Linked DNA regions of Mus musculus: regions 2, 3, 4 and 5 are each linked to region 1. A link is a contact called in public HiChIP or PLAC-seq and promoter capture Hi-C data. All regions are on one chromosome and are shown on one strand. The core of a region is the stretch at or near the end of the contact, and the rest is flanking DNA. Distances in the headings are between cores, read along the strand shown.

Evidence for each region. Promoter capture Hi-C pulls out the DNA fragments that hold promoters and counts their contacts. HiChIP or PLAC-seq counts read pairs in DNA pulled down with a chosen protein or histone mark.
Region 2: a contact with region 1 is called in an H3K27ac HiChIP or PLAC-seq map of extraembryonic endoderm stem cells. The contact joins two enhancer-like sites. A contact is called at or near these places in 1 of 15 datasets of contacts at CTCF or cohesin (pro-B cells), 1 of 484 Hi-C or Micro-C datasets (LSK cells) and 5 of 115 datasets of contacts at active chromatin or transcription factors (differentiating embryonic stem cells, embryonic basal ganglia, extraembryonic endoderm stem cells and 2 more).
Region 3: a contact with region 1 is called in a promoter capture Hi-C map of hippocampal neurons, with 3 times the contacts expected there. The contact joins the promoter of Cd93 here to the enhancer-like site in region 1. A contact is called at or near these places in 5 of 39 promoter capture datasets (the 3T3-L1 cell line, 3T3-L1-derived adipocytes, the SN4741 cell line and 2 more), 1 of 15 datasets of contacts at CTCF or cohesin (the NIH/3T3 cell line), 2 of 115 datasets of contacts at active chromatin or transcription factors (cardiomyocytes and extraembryonic endoderm stem cells) and 2 of 9 other capture datasets (adipose tissue and liver).
Region 4: an H3K27ac HiChIP or PLAC-seq map of the NIH/3T3 cell line shows a contact between it and region 1, with 7 times the contacts expected there. The contact joins two enhancer-like sites. A contact is called at or near these places in 1 of 484 Hi-C or Micro-C datasets (embryonic fibroblasts) and 2 of 115 datasets of contacts at active chromatin or transcription factors (the NIH/3T3 cell line and extraembryonic endoderm stem cells).
Region 5: an H3K27ac HiChIP or PLAC-seq map of the NIH/3T3 cell line shows a contact between it and region 1, with 11 times the contacts expected there. The contact joins two enhancer-like sites. A contact is called at or near these places in 1 of 15 datasets of contacts at CTCF or cohesin (large pre-B cells), 25 of 484 Hi-C or Micro-C datasets (the AML12 cell line, the C2C12 cell line, the HL-1 cell line and 17 more), 7 of 115 datasets of contacts at active chromatin or transcription factors (the NIH/3T3 cell line, cardiomyocytes, differentiating embryonic stem cells and 4 more) and 1 of 9 other capture datasets (embryonic stem cells).

Annotation. Positions count from the first base shown.
Region 1 is chr2:148,120,937-148,123,932 of GRCm38.p6, reverse strand. No RefSeq gene overlaps it. Among named protein-coding and RNA genes, the nearest start is that of Gm24221, 29 kb to the left of the region's middle. Within about 2 kb of position 1,287, at least 44 of the 459 cell types and tissues checked have an H3K27ac peak or open chromatin away from gene starts, as enhancers often do. A contact at or near this core is called in the HL-1 cell line, the NIH/3T3 cell line, adipose tissue and 5 more, where this site is marked.
Region 2 is chr2:148,605,891-148,608,905 of GRCm38.p6, reverse strand. No RefSeq gene overlaps it. Among named protein-coding and RNA genes, the nearest start is that of Gm46770, 45 kb to the right of the region's middle. Within about 2 kb of position 1,250, at least 6 of the 459 cell types and tissues checked have an H3K27ac peak or open chromatin away from gene starts, as enhancers often do. A contact at or near this core is called in extraembryonic endoderm stem cells, where this site is marked.
Region 3 is chr2:148,442,158-148,445,161 of GRCm38.p6, reverse strand. It overlaps Cd93 (CD93 antigen), which reads left to right and starts at 1,627. Exons shown (of 2, transcript NM_010740.3): 1 at 1,627-3,004. The coding sequence starts at 1,738.
Region 4 is chr2:148,475,519-148,478,466 of GRCm38.p6, reverse strand. No RefSeq gene overlaps it. Among named protein-coding and RNA genes, the nearest start is that of Cd93, 33 kb to the right of the region's middle. Within about 2 kb of position 1,661, at least 16 of the 459 cell types and tissues checked have an H3K27ac peak or open chromatin away from gene starts, as enhancers often do. A contact at or near this core is called in the NIH/3T3 cell line, where this site is marked.
Region 5 is chr2:148,520,987-148,523,947 of GRCm38.p6, reverse strand. All of the region lies in intron 3 of Gm46770 (a long non-coding RNA gene), which reads left to right. Among named protein-coding and RNA genes, the nearest start is that of Gm46770, 40 kb to the left of the region's middle. Within about 2 kb of position 1,662, at least 136 of the 459 cell types and tissues checked have an H3K27ac peak or open chromatin away from gene starts, as enhancers often do. A contact at or near this core is called in the HL-1 cell line, the NIH/3T3 cell line, embryonic fibroblasts and 2 more, where this site is marked.

The DNA.
Region 1 (2,996 bases), core at 38-2,537:
GAGACCCAGTGAGAATCCAATATTGATGGTGTGGCAGAAGCCAGAGGCCTTGAACAATGAACATTGGCAAGTGAAGATGTGTGGATAGAACGCTATACTATGGGATGCACTGCAACACACTACAGCTCCCACAATGAGACGTTTTGGTTTGTTTATTGATTGAGTGTTTATTTTCTTCTGGGGAGGGGGGGGGTGAGGTTGCAAGGGCAGAGGGCAGATACAGGGGGAGAGAGATGAGTGAAACTAGCTAGGGTGCATGATGTGAAACTCACAAGGAATCAATAAAAAGTTATGGGGAAAGATGATGGAGTTCACACTAACCAGTGTAGAGAAGGTTCACTAGGTCCAGCCTAAAAAACAAGAATTCTTCATCAGCTATGACCCTGAGACATACTTAAACATCCTAGTCTTATTTTTCTAGAATGATTTACTTTTTTTTTCCCAGAATGATTTTCAAGGCAATCATGAGAGATTAGGAGAGGAGTTGGGCTAAATATATAAACACAGGGTGTAGTCAGGCCTGGTCGCTCCTGCACTTGGGAGGGTGAAGCAGGAGAATGGTTACCAGTCTAAGACAAGCCCGAGCTACATACAGAGTGGGGTCCTGTCTCAAAAACAGAAAGATAATAGCAATAAAAAAGCATGAATGTCTAAGGATATTGATGTTATTTCAAGTCACAAAAGAAGATAGGATTATTTCTTAATGAAAGAAAAGACCAGGGGTGGGGTGGGGTAGAAAAAGAGAGGGACAGCTAAGTTAGAGAGGGTTCATCAATAACCCTGAAGAAACAAGAGTACCACAGTCCCTGCTGTGGCTCATTTGGAAACATTATACCGAGAGCTAATGGAACATATTAGAAACGAGAAGCAGTGACGTGTGCTTGCAATGGGGCCTGCTTTTTCTCCCAGGCTTGTCCCGACTCTGTCTTTTCTCTCCCGGTTGTTAGTGTCATCACACACTCACCCCAGCTTCAGAGGACTCTAAGAAGAGTCAGGGTGATGGCATCTAACCCCTGAACCATGCACAGCGAGGAGACCCGGGGCTTTTGCCTATAGGGACTAAGGGTCTGGAGGAAATCACAGGTTGACAGTTTTCTGTCTTCCTCCAAACAAGCAGCTGCCTAAACCCCAAGGCATTCTCATTAGCACCAGGACAATAGCCAAGGTCGCCTACCACCTTAACAACATCTGGGCTCCACTGCCTGGTCACGTGGATAGGGAAGTGAGCCGCCAACCAGCTATTTCCGCCTTAGTCCTGTCCCGACCCTCCTGATGGCCCCAGTGAAAAGCATCTTGTCTGACCTGAGCTGTGGCTCACCAGCCCAGTGACTAGTGGTCATGTAAGAAGGGTGAGGCCCTGGCAAACAGATCTGCTCGCTCTCTCTCTCTCTCTCTCTCTCTCTCTCTCTCTCTCTCTCTCTCTCTCTCTGTGTGTGTGTGTGTGTGTGTGTGTGTGTGTGTATGTGTGTGTGTGTGTGTGTGTGTGTGTGTGTGTGTGTGTGTGTGTGTGTGTGTGTGTGTGGTCTGACTGGTGTGGCACGGGAAGGATGTGCCCAGTTGCAGACTGAATTTCCAAACGGTGTCTTCTGCTGCCCTCTGCTGCAAATTATGCTTCATTGAAGTTGGCTCTCGGGCGTGATTTCTCGTTTACCTTCTTTAAGGCATTTGGATAGTTTTGTATTAGCATGGATGCACGAGTTGACAATACTTTATACTGAGAATGTCCTTGTGATACCCCCCAGAGTCAGGACTTGTTTTTCCTGTCAGTGCTGGAAAGACTTGTAGCAGTAGTATTATTGATTGATGGGATTTGTAGGAAGCCCTTGTTGATTATCTCAGAGTCTGTGCACACACTGATCCAGAGCACATGAAGATGGAAGTGGTGAGTATGTATTCCCCTAAGCAGGAACATGTGAGTGTCAGTCTGAACTCTGGCTTCTCCAGGGCCTTCCAGCTCTTTGTCCAGTCACAGCTCTGATCATCTGAACACCAAGAGATGGAAGTTTGGGTGCTTGTGGTCTTGTATGAAAGCAGTCGTGACCCCCTAAGGCTATATAAGCAGTTGCTAAAGTGAGCCCCCTAGCCCCATCCTCACCAATCCACCAGGTGGCTTCTATAGACATTCTTTGCCTGGATTTACAGGAACTGCCAAGGGTCTGGCTGTCTGAACTAAATGTCAAGACTCTACCTCTTCACAGTGGTACACAGTAAGTCTGTATGAAACACCTGCCACTGTGGAAGATGAGGGTCAAGACAACATTCAATAAAGATGCCAGCTCCCCCAAACCCCAGGCTCTTGTTCTCATTCTTTGCCAGTTGTGCAACACACAGCTCTCAGACAGCATGGGAATAACTTATTTTAATCACTGTCCCAAATAGGGAAGTGTTCCTCCATCCACAGCACTTGGTAGGGACAATCTGAAGATTGTCTCCTCTTCTTGCCCATGTCTCTTCTGTGCTAGCTTTCCACTGTAGTTAGCACTTATGAAACTCGGTGCACATCTGTCCCTCCTAGGAAGACCATCCATAAAGTTCTTGTCCACTTTATGGTTCAGCAGCAGCACGAAGAGCAATGGTGAGAGAGAAGGGAACATTGCCAAGATGCGACTTGGGTGCTGAACTCTGAAGCCTCCAAAACTGAGAGCACGGATAGTGAAGCAAATGGTGTTTTCCTGACACACAGAAAGTATTAATTAGATCCAGCAATTTCCCAGCTAAGTGCTGAAAGGGTCCCTGGTAATTAAAAAAGCTAATCAGATTTTCAAAGGGCACTCATACCATGTAAACATAAGGGGATTATACTTGCTGTTCTCAGTATGTCATTTTAAGCTGTTAGGGGTGAGGTGCTCTGGCTGTTTAATCTTCTAGTCAAGGCAACACAAGCCTATTGACTGCCCACCCTTAGGAGGGATAGAGGAACCCAAAACTGCCACTAAGGTCTCTCAAGCTTTGATAGTGCACAGAACAAATTGAACGTGTACACATGTACACATCAG
Region 2 (3,015 bases), core at 1-2,500, 490 kb before region 1:
GAGAGAGAGAGAGAGAGAGAGAGAGAATTCCCTTCTTTTGGTTTATGTGTGAGATTATTCATTTACTGTGTTTTGTAGGTGTAACTAGTGTCTTTGGGGTGGAGTACCTTTCTTCTAGTACCTTCTGTAAGACTGAATTTATGGATAGATATTGTTTAAATTTGACCTTGTCATGGATTACCTTGTTTTCTACATCTATGTAGATTAAAAGTTTTGCTGGGTATATTAGTGTGGCCTGGAATGTATTGTCTCTTAGAAGCTGCAAGACATCTCTCCAGGCCCTTCTGGATTTTAGAGTCTCCCTTGAAAAATTTGGTATAGTTCTAATAGGTCTGTCTTCATATGTTACTTGGCTTTTCCCCCTTGCGGCTTTTAGTATTCTTTCTTTGTTCTGTATATTTAGTGTTTTGGTTGTTATGTGGTAAGGGGACTTTCCTTTCTGGTGCAATATTTTTGATGTTCTGCATGCTTCTTGTACCTTTATAGGTATATCCTTCTTAAGGTTAGGAAATTTTCCTTCTATGATTTTGTTAAATATTTTTTTTGCCAGTTTTTAAGCTAGGATTCTTCTCCTTCATCTATTCATATTATTGTTAAGTTGGTCTTTTCATAGTGTCCCAGATTTCCTGGAAGTTTTATGTTAGGGATTGTTTTAGATTTAACATTTTTAAAAATGTATCAAGGTCTTCTATTGTGCCTTCTATGCCTGGGATTCTCTCTTCCATATCTTGTATTCTGTTGGTGATGCTCACATCTGTTCATTTATTATTTTTCTTTTTGAGACAGAATCTTTCTCTGTAGCTGAGGTTGGCTTTGAGCTCTCAAAATTCCTGTCTTAGACTTGGGAGTACTAGAATTACAAATGTATACCATCGTGCCCTGCCTCATTGTTCATTTGAGACAATGGAACTCATCCCAGAGCAAAGTTTCTATTGAGCCAATATGCTCCAGTGGGCACAATAGATAGTTACCCAGGTTTTTATCAGTTCCCTTAGTGATTAGGTTCACTGTCCTGTTCTGTTTGTGTTTTTCCTGGCTGTGCAGAGCTGTAGTTTTGTTAAAGGTGCTATCCACCTAGAGTGGGAGAAGGTACAAGGGCAGAAAGCAAGGGAAAGCCAAGGAGGTAAAGCTCATTTTTATGACAGCCTGCTCTTGCCGTAACCAACTCAATCTCTAGAGGAAAGGCCCGTAATATATTGGTTGATCTTTGGCTCAAGTCTCAAACATCTGCCTCCAGTTCCTACTTCCCAGCACTACTGTGATGAACAATTAACATTCCAACACATGAGTTCTGGTGGACTCTCAAACCATAGGACCACTGTTGAACTCATGATGTGCTTGGGAAATAAAAGCATTTTCTCAATAGAAGGATTGAGATCTGATGGACAAGGAGAGGTTAGTAATTGTGTGTCCCTTTGAAAGGACTTCTTTTGAATGTAATTTTTTTTTTGCATCTATTTTATGTGCATGTGGTGGGAATAAACTTTACTAAGAAGAACCACACCTGGAAACAGTCATTGAAATAGTGACAATGACAGTAAATACCCCTCCACAGTTTCCGTTTCTCTGGAATTCTTGTTTCTCTTTGTTTTTATTCAGTTTCCTAATAGTCTCCTAGAGGCATGCCAAGGGACTCAGTTGGTTGCCACAGACCCTCTTGGTCCCTTGTCTGCTTAGAATGGGTCTCTGGTTACAGGTGGACAAGGAGTCTGTGAATGAATGACAGACAGACAGACGCAACACAGGAGATGTGTAGAATATGAATGTCTTGTCACAAAGTGAATACCAGTCTTATATAATACAGAAAATAAAGGGGGTAGGATGTCACAGCAGGCAAAGTACATTGAAGTTACTTGACACAAAACAAAGGAATGACTTCAAAAGGACTTACAGGAACCAGGTAATATTTACAGTAAAGATAAAACAGCCCTGTCTAGGGTCAGCTAATGACAGGTAAGGATTTCACACCCTAGTCACAATTTGTGCTACTCCTTTGAGCCTTGTGAAAGCTTGCACCAGGGGGTTCTGCTCTATCAGACCTTCTCATGAATAATGCAATACCACAATCCCCCTATTTCCTAGGCCCTGATAAATTCTTGTATGAGTGTAACTTGGCTGTTCTTTTAAGTATCTGTGGAGAATCTCCACATGTATTACCTCTTGGTTACATCTTTGTCTGCCAGCCATGAGCTTCATTCCTTATCACTGTGAAATAAATGAGATTGGTTTAAGCATCTTCAAATTGTTTATAAAAATACAGAAAATAACTGAATCTGTATAGTGATTGGATACTCTGCCACTTTGCTGGGACCTTTATGGCTATCAGTGATTTGTTTGTGGACTATGTAGAGGTCTTAGTAACATACATATTTGCAAATGATGGCATCCTCCATCTGTCTCTTAGGCCTTCAGTTTCCTTTTCCTTCCTGTTGCACTGTCTAAGCCCTGCAATATAGTCTAAACAGAAGCGGTGACTTCTTATGTGAGAATAAAGCCAGTGTTGGTGGGAAAGGGCTTTTTGCCAAGAAGCAGGATGTTTTTGGTATTGGTCTTTTATCAAGTTGTGGAAGTTTCCTGATTTTTGTCTTACTTTGAATTTTATCATAAGTGTCATCTGAACTTACAAAACAAAATGTGATTTTCCTTCTTTATTCTGGTAATGTAGGCTCTGGTTCTCTTCATGGGAAGGCCAGTTGTATCCACACCCTCAAGTCACCCAGGGCAGTCCTAAGCTCCTAACACAGAGAGAATACTGGATCCCTTCCCCTGTGCTGCCTACACAGTCTCAACCAGCAGCCAACTAAGTACATAGGAGAGCTAAGCCAGATTATAGTGCAAGTCTCAGGGCTCATCGGAGACCCTAGATGGATGGAAGCTATAGCAAGGATGTGTAAGGTGGTCTGGAGGACTTAGCTGGGGAGGAAGAGCCTATCCAGGCCAGGATATGTGTGTGTGTGTGTGTGTGTGTGTGTGTGTGTGTGTGTGTGTGTATAGGTGACAGACACATTTTCTCTG
Region 3 (3,004 bases), core at 378-2,877, 320 kb before region 1:
ACCCCAATAAAAGCTTTGATATCCTCTCTTCCTCTCTCCATCCTTCTCCCCCCTTCCTCCCTAGTCTCCCCCTATCTTCTCTCTGTCCTTCCCTCTCCTTATTTCTCTCCCCTCCCTCTCCCTTTCAGTGTTGCCATAGTTCCCCACTTCCCACTAACATTGAGATCTGTGGTAACACAAATCTCTTAATTCACATGTTCTTTTGGGTTGCTTCCTCTTGCAAGTCACGACCACACTCACAACCGTGGGCATCTTGGGAAGAAGAAATTGCATCTAATAAAGAAAACAAAACAAAACAAAACACCCCCCCACCCCACCCCAAAAAATCTATCAGGACATTTGCCCGTGTCAAGCCCTGCCTCTGGAAGGGGCATATGATCTGGCAGGCCAAGACTAGAAATTGCAAAGTGACCTCAAAAGCAAGTGAGAGAACAGTGTAGCCAGCTGCCAGCAATAGAGGAGTGAGTGCTCAAGATCTGCCCAGAATCCTGCCTCAGCTGGATCCTGCCTCCACTGGGATGACTCTGTGAAGTGGCTTTTAACCTATCTTAGGAGGCTGGGCTCATTAGCACACTTGTGTGGCCTCATTCTGTTACTACTTTCCTTTATCTCTTAATCTAACACTTTCTCCAAAGTGTTAGACTCTGAGTCTAGCTGGGGTCAAGTAGAATATGGTGGTGGTTGGGGACAGGGGCAGTTAAACGTAGTTTCCACCTTCCAGTGGCTAGCTTTGATTGAGACAGGCCTTGGCCCAGGTGCTGTGAGCTGTAACGCCTGCCCGGGTGTTGATTCTTACATCGTGATTTTGAGCTGCAGCCTCTGATTGTGCTCCTGTGCCTTTGAACTCCGCCTAAGCCTTGGGTTAGGGAATATGACAAGGCAGGCCAGGTTCATTTTCCCATCTTTCTGATCTTTTGGGGACCCTGACACTTCATTTATAGTGCACTAGGAAACCCTGAAAACTATTTTCACCTTTTTAAAAAATATATATATTCTCATGGAGATTGACATTGTTGGAAACCCAGAAATTCCCACAGCCAAAATCCTATTTAAAAGCTTCCTGTCTATTTAAAGTTCATGATGGGAAGAATAAAAGAAAAAAACGACTCCAAAAACAGAGACAGGGTACAAGATAGGAAAAAAAAGCAGATCCAGTTTGCTTCTAAAAAAGGCCGAAAACTATAATCTTTCCATGCCCTTGTGTCTCAAGCGTCACATATTTTTCTTTCCCTTCTGGTGGTTTGCAATCTGAAGTGGAATTTTATCATGGGTTACTTGGATGATACTTTTCAAGTCTCTACCCTCCCACCCCCCAAAGTCTCTGCTCACTGGACAGCATGCCACTGGGGCTCTTTGTGGTATGGGAAAGTGAACGGACTCAAAATAAAGCAGCCATATCTCTTGGATCCTCTGTGTTTCCACAGCTCTGAGCCAGAGACTGCCCTCTGAACAACAAAACCGTGATGAAGGCAACAGGAGTCAGAAGGCTATTCATGGCAGGAAACCCCAGCATCCGGTGAGAAATAAGAAGTAGGAGAGCACAGGATGCGCCCTGGGTCAGGAGGACGTGAAAAGCGAGTCTTTGTAACCTTCTCAATGCCAGAGCTGTGGTAGTGTGAAAGCAGCAGTGCGCCTCTGCTCCCTTCAGAGCACAGCCTGGTGTCAAGGTCCAGGTTCCACCGGCTGCTGCTGTCACCGCAGGGGAGTCTAGCCCCTCCCAGAAGGAGACACAGAAGAATGGCCATCTCAACTGGTTTGTTCCTGCTGCTGGGGCTCCTTGGCCAGCCCTGGGCAGGGGCTGCTGCTGATTCACAGGCTGTGGTGTGCGAGGGGACTGCCTGCTATACAGCCCATTGGGGCAAGCTGAGTGCCGCTGAAGCCCAGCATCGCTGCAATGAGAATGGAGGCAATCTTGCCACCGTGAAGAGTGAGGAGGAGGCCCGGCATGTTCAGCAAGCCCTGACTCAGCTCCTGAAGACCAAGGCACCCTTGGAAGCAAAGATGGGCAAATTCTGGATCGGGCTCCAGCGAGAGAAGGGCAACTGTACGTACCATGATTTGCCAATGAGGGGCTTCAGCTGGGTGGGTGGTGGAGAGGACACAGCTTATTCAAACTGGTACAAAGCCAGCAAGAGCTCCTGTATCTTTAAACGCTGTGTGTCCCTCATACTGGACCTGTCCTTGACACCTCACCCCAGCCATCTGCCCAAGTGGCATGAGAGTCCCTGTGGGACCCCCGAAGCTCCAGGTAACAGCATTGAAGGTTTCCTGTGCAAGTTCAACTTCAAAGGCATGTGTAGGCCACTGGCGCTGGGTGGTCCAGGGCGGGTGACCTATACCACCCCTTTCCAGGCCACTACCTCCTCTCTGGAGGCTGTGCCTTTTGCCTCTGTAGCCAATGTAGCTTGTGGGGATGAAGCTAAGAGTGAAACCCACTATTTCCTATGCAATGAAAAGACTCCAGGAATATTTCACTGGGGCAGCTCAGGCCCACTCTGTGTCAGCCCCAAGTTTGGTTGCAGTTTCAACAACGGGGGCTGCCAGCAGGATTGCTTCGAAGGTGGCGATGGCTCCTTCCGCTGCGGCTGCCGGCCTGGATTTCGACTGCTGGATGATCTAGTAACTTGTGCCTCCAGGAACCCCTGCAGCTCAAACCCATGCACAGGAGGTGGCATGTGCCATTCTGTACCACTCAGTGAAAACTACACTTGCCGTTGTCCCAGCGGCTACCAGCTGGACTCTAGCCAAGTGCACTGTGTGGATATAGATGAGTGCCAGGACTCCCCCTGTGCCCAGGATTGTGTCAACACTCTAGGGAGCTTCCACTGTGAATGTTGGGTTGGTTACCAACCCAGTGGCCCCAAGGAAGAGGCCTGTGAAGATGTGGATGAGTGTGCAGCTGCCAACTCGCCCTGTGCCCAAGGCTGCATCAACACTGATGGCTCTTTCTACTGCTCCTGTAAAGAGGGCTATATTGTGTCTGGGGAAGACAGTACCCAGTGTG
Region 4 (2,948 bases), core at 412-2,911, 350 kb before region 1:
GCCCAGTAAGGCTGACACTATTTCCTGGACCTTGAATCTAATAAAAGGACTGATCTGACACATTTCCTGAAGTCCTATCTTGGTTTTGCAGAAGAAAACCTTAGGCTCCTTATTAGGGCTTAACCTGTAGCCTGCTAGCTGGACTGAAGTTGTGCTCCGCCACTATATAGCATCTTGGGGGGGGGTATTTTCTGACTATATTTGTCTTCTTGCATGTATGTCTTCCCATTGTCAGGCATCCCTAAACTAGCTGAACCCTATCTTTTACTGTGTCATAGGAACCCCTTTGTGCCCAATTAGGGTCCTAGGGACAGGACCCTTGTGTTCATTGGCATGCTGGGCTGTTCATGTTTCCCAGAGTTGGCAGAAAAAGTATCAGTCATTATTACATAGTAATAATAATGCCATTATTATAAAACAAACTATGTAAACTCCTAAGTAAATATGAAAAAAAACAATTTTTTGCATTTATGAGTTCTTAATAGTCTTATTTGATTTTATAACAGTCTGAGCTTCTGGGTTCTGTTTAGTCTGTGATACCTGTCTCATGGAAATGTTACAGGATGATGGACTACTCTGGTATAAGTCATACTCCAGAAGTATAAAGTCCTGAACACCACAATTATAAGCACTGATAGGAAATGATCAAAATCCCCTAAAATCTAAAATTTGGTAAATCACAGTCCCAGTAGATTACAAGTCCAAAATGTTGTAATCTTCAAATGTAAAATTCCCAAAGTCTCAGTTTCCATGGAAAACAGAAGAAGAGGGAGACAGCTGGGAAAGCAACGCCCTGGGCAACAGTGGAAATGCTGTTGTTTTTTTGACAGGCTCTGCAGCCATTATCAAATGTCCCTGTCTTCTCTGTCACATGGAGCTCCTTCACTTCCTCCCCTCTTATATGTCCTCATATCTGTCACAGTCTTGGTGAAGTCTTGGGCACAGTCCTGGTGAAGCACACCAGAAGTGTGTTTTAAGCAGCATCCTGCCCTACCCAGCACAAGACCATTTCCAACCAGCCAGAGGCTTCCCTGGCTTCTCCAGGCAGATAGTTTTAGTTTTTTTAGATGCTCTTGAGAGTTCAGCCGCTAGAAAGGATGCATGAGTATAGAAAGTGATGCATTTCTGAAAGGGAGATTTTGCTGTCGTCATATGGTTTTCAGGATTCCCCTCCATAGGACTTGAGGTTTGATGGATTTCAGACTTTGGAATTTCAATGTGTGGGATTTTAATATTTTAGAATTGTGGTTTTGGAGATTTTACACTTTATAGATTTGTAATTGTAGAGAATGTGAGCTTTAGGAGTGGGAATTTCAATCTCTAGTATCATGTCTTCTGAATATGTGGCTTTGGGGGGAGAGGGGTGTGAACAGCCCCCTCTCCTCTCCCCAATCCAAGATCTGTACTTAGTAAACAGCTAGGTCCTCACTGAGCCTCATGATGCTGGTACTTGGATAGCAAGCTTTCCTCCAAGAAGTTCCAGTGAGTTGTGTTTCATATATTTTACTGTAATAGAATCTTGGGCATGAGAACCAACCTTGCCATGATGCTTGTTTGGAACCCAGCAATATGCAGAACACTTTGGTCTTGTCCTCAGTCTCTGAATGTCTGTCCTATGTGGCTAGACCTGCTTCACGAGTCATGCATCAAGCATTGGAGCAGAGTCAAACGATTGGAATTCAAATCACACCAGACCATGACCTTGACCCAGGATAGTTTCTACAGACGTCAGTACCTCAGCTTTGAATAAGATTGACCTAACCGTTGGGACCCCCTCCCATGGTTGTTATGAATGTTTGAAAACATGATAAGTTGATAATCAAATTAGTCATTGCTGCTCTCACTGCTCTTCTGGGTTGAAGCTCTGGTTCTCATCATAAGATCTTCCCTACCCTGCTGTGTGGGCCTCACCAGTTTCCTGGGGAGAGAGAAACAGTGCTAGATGTGACCTTGCTGGAGGTCTAGTCACATGGCGGAGGACATCAGCAGGCCTGGTGAGCATCATAGGAAAAACTAGAAGAGCAAAGTGTCCATCAAACTATCCCAGGGCCATTGCTGATGTCAATCACTGGCCAGTAGGGCTAGAGTCCTTCCCTCAGTGGCTGTTGAGCAAACCCATATAGAGCTTCTTTATTGTTGTTTCCTGCTCAATCCAAGCACCCCGACTTCACCTCACAGCAGCTCATTCCTGTCTATGACAGTTTCTGCCCACTGGGAGCTGACAAGGCAGCAAGCATAAGAATCAACACTCGGCTCATATGGCCAAACAACTTTTCCAGAACACCTCTTTGCTTCAACAGAAACTCCTTCCATCCTGAAGTGAGATTTTACAGACATGTGCTGTTATTCCACAGGCTGCAGTAAATGTCACAGTGGTGAAGGAAGAGCCCTTCAGACAGTCTGTGGAGAGAGAATGTTTTATGGTCATTGCTTCATTCCATACAAAGGCCATTATTCTGTTGCTCCTCACATCATGTTATATGTGTCCCAGTCCACTCGGATGCATAAGATTTGTTCCTCACGGCAATCTGATTTTGCCACTACTTTTCATGTTTACATAAGTTTTCAGGGGATCTTAAAGGGAATAATCCTAAGAATCTAGACATTTAGGGTATAACGTTGTCAACTACTTTCCTTTTCAATTAGAAATTTTTATTGTGGGCATTTTCAAACACAGAGATCAAGGGAAGCCTATATTTATAGTTATTATAGTAACTAGTAATTTAGTGATCTCAATGTTGTTTACACAACAAGCTAAATGACATGGGTTTATTGACTAGCTCTTATCACTGTACCTACCCCGTGAGCCCCATTCAGTGGGGAGTATGGAGAATCTGAGACTTCTCCCTCAAACCAGCTCTGTTGTCTTTACTTAGTTCCAGGATCTTTCCATGACTGTAAACTGGAAGAATCACTTCTCTGCCATTATTCAGATTAAAAGCATGAGA
Region 5 (2,961 bases), core at 413-2,912, 400 kb before region 1:
TTGAGCTGTGTCTTGGGCTCTCAGCAACTGTAAGAGACAAATCCTGTCCTCAGAGAGCCTGCCACCTGGGGACCTGGATCTAGATGAAGTTCTCCCATGAAAGATTGACTCACAGAGGATGTCTGAAAGGGACTCCTGAAAACATGTATCTGGTCTCCCAGATTGTCCCTCTCCATGAGTAGCTTCCTTATCAGAGTAGGAGAAGGTGACAGTCCATGCACATTTTGTCTAGGAGCACAGACATGTCCACACGAATGGAAAGCTGGGAGACTCCAGCTGTGTTGATTCTGAGGTCTCGTGGGATGGACTGTAGGATTACACCACAAGATCTCAGCCCTCCAACCCTATCCTCATGGGAACCTTTGGGAGTCACAGTGTGGAAATAAGAAGCCATTAATAGGAAGTTGGGTGCAGCTTATGGATGCACAGGCTACCCCATCTTCATCTTCACCCGACCTCAGTGTGAGGAAGGTAGCATAAGCCTGCTAAGTGGTCTGAGCTCTGCTCACAGATCCTGTATGCTGGGACCTCAGAAGAGAAAATGTTGTCTTTGGGCCATGGCTTCCTATCTTGTTTATTCAGTTGGTAAGAGAAAAGCCAAAGAAGACATGAGAGGCACACCCACAGGTTTAAAAGACTGAACACAAAACAGAAAAGGACCTGCCCTGTGTTCCCTAATATTAAAGCCAGGGCAGAGAGAGATGTGTGTGTGTGTGTGTGTGTGTGTGTGTGTGTGTGTGTGCGCACATATGTCTGTTTGTTTTGCATCTGTGTATTGCTTTATTTTTTTGGCATTCTGCCTTTTCCCTACAGGACTTGAGAATGAAGAGGAAGCAGAGAAAAATAGTCAGTGTTAAACTGGTATTTGGAAATCAGTAGTTTCAGTGTGTGGTGCTGGATAGAATGCAGAATGTAAGTCTTTATATTAAAACATAATTCAGTTCTCTGGGGACTTAAGAGAAATGCAAATTCCTCGGCCCACCCTAAATTCAGTGATTTGTATACATGCTCAGTTGCAAGGGCCACACTTCTAAGAATAAGGAAACTCTCTTCTTTAAAACAGATACAGCTCGCTGGGTGTGGTGGCGCATGCCTTTAATCCCAGCACTTGGGAGGCAGAGGCAAGCAGATTTCTAAGTTCAAGGCCAGCCTGGTCTACAGAGTAAGTTCCAGGACAGTCAGGACTATACAGAGAAACCCTGTTTTGGAAAAAACAAACAAACAAACAAAAACAAAACAAAACAAAAAAACAAACTAGCAAAAAACCAAAAAACTGGTACAGCTCTCTAAAATGAGGCAGCAAATCACTTCTCTGGGGGGCATTCAAAAGAAGACCCAACAGCCATAAGCCACATGTATGACTAAAAAAGTGAGCACACCCAACAGAGTTGAAACCCCTATCTGGTTGCTCTTTTATTTAGCAACTATTGAGCAATAGGCGACAGGAAGAGAAGAATAGCAGATGTCACATGCTTCAGAAACTCTAAATCCTAGCATCCTCCTCCCTATGCTATGCCCCTGCCTGCTGCTCCTTGTTTTGACTACCAGACTTGGGTCAGTCTATGTGACTACTGACTGTGGTATGGCTTACTGTGGTCATTAGACCTCCCCACAAACCACTGCTTTCCTGCATGCCGCTGCTTCATACCCAGAAAAGGAGCATAGAGGAAGAAGCCATGACCCCTAAACGCCTGGAACTCCAAGTGAGAGGACTGAGGCAACTTCCTGGGCCATGCACAGTGACGCTACTTTCTCTGTCTTTTTGAGTCATGTCTTGTCACCCTTGCGTCACTGATTACTCAGCTGGGCTAAGAAATCCTGGGCTTGTATTTCATTCATAGGGAGAGGTGGGGTTAGAGGAGAAAGCTGCATGCCTTACCATGAGTTTGGTCCCTTGGGCACAATCCCTCAGGCAAATGGATGTTCCAGATTCCTGAGGCTTAGCACTTAGGGTAGATAGGGAGCAGGGAGTAGCTGTTTCCATTTACTTAAAAACATGAGCTATTATGCAAGTGAGGCACATTTGTTGGAGGAAAATCAGCGGAAGTGAAGAAATGAACCCAAACTCTAATCCTCACAACAATGGCTGAAAATGGGTTAGCAGGAAAACTAGCCTATGCATATCTGTCTCTGTCTCTCTCTTTTCCCTCCCTCCCTCCCTCCCTCCCTCCCTCCCTCCCTCCCTCTCTCCTTCCCTCCCTCCCTCCCTCCCTCCTGTGTGTGTGTGTGTGAGAGAGAGAGAGAGACAGAGACAGAGACAGAGACAGAGACAGAGAGACAGAGAGAAACAGACACACACAGAGACAGAGAGAGAGTAAATGTATGCAAATTGGGGCAATAGGAGAATCATGCTGTAATGATATTTTTCTCCATGGAAAGTTTTGTGAATATTTTTCAATTTGCCAAATCCATTATAAAGCTATGGAGCATTCTGTTAATCTTAATGTTTAATTTTCTAAGACTATAATTACTTCTGTGCCTGTATGCATCTGCATTATAAATACTTATGTATGCATATATTACCGTGTTCCTGTGTACATGCATGTGTGCCTATGTGCACATATACATGTATATATCGAGAGAGGTCAGAGGTGGAAGTTGGGTGTCTTCTTCAACCACTCTCTGCACCTTATTACTAGAGGCCGGGTTGCTCACTAAATCTGGAGTTTGCCAGTTTGGCTAGACTGTAGTCAGTGAGCTCCAGGGATCCCTCTGTTTCCAATGCTGGGATTACAGGTGTGTGTTCCCATGCCTGGCTTTTCACTTGTGTGCTGGGGATCTGACATCAGGTCCTGGTGATTACACAGTAGCCATTTTACTGACAGCAGCATCTCCCCAGCTTCATTTTACTTTTAAAGAAATCTTTGTAAAGTACCTCACGTACTTCTTTGCCTTCTTTCCCTCCTGTTTCCAAATCAGAAGCTGGGAATGTGACACAAATTTGTCTGTGGCTGCTTGGGG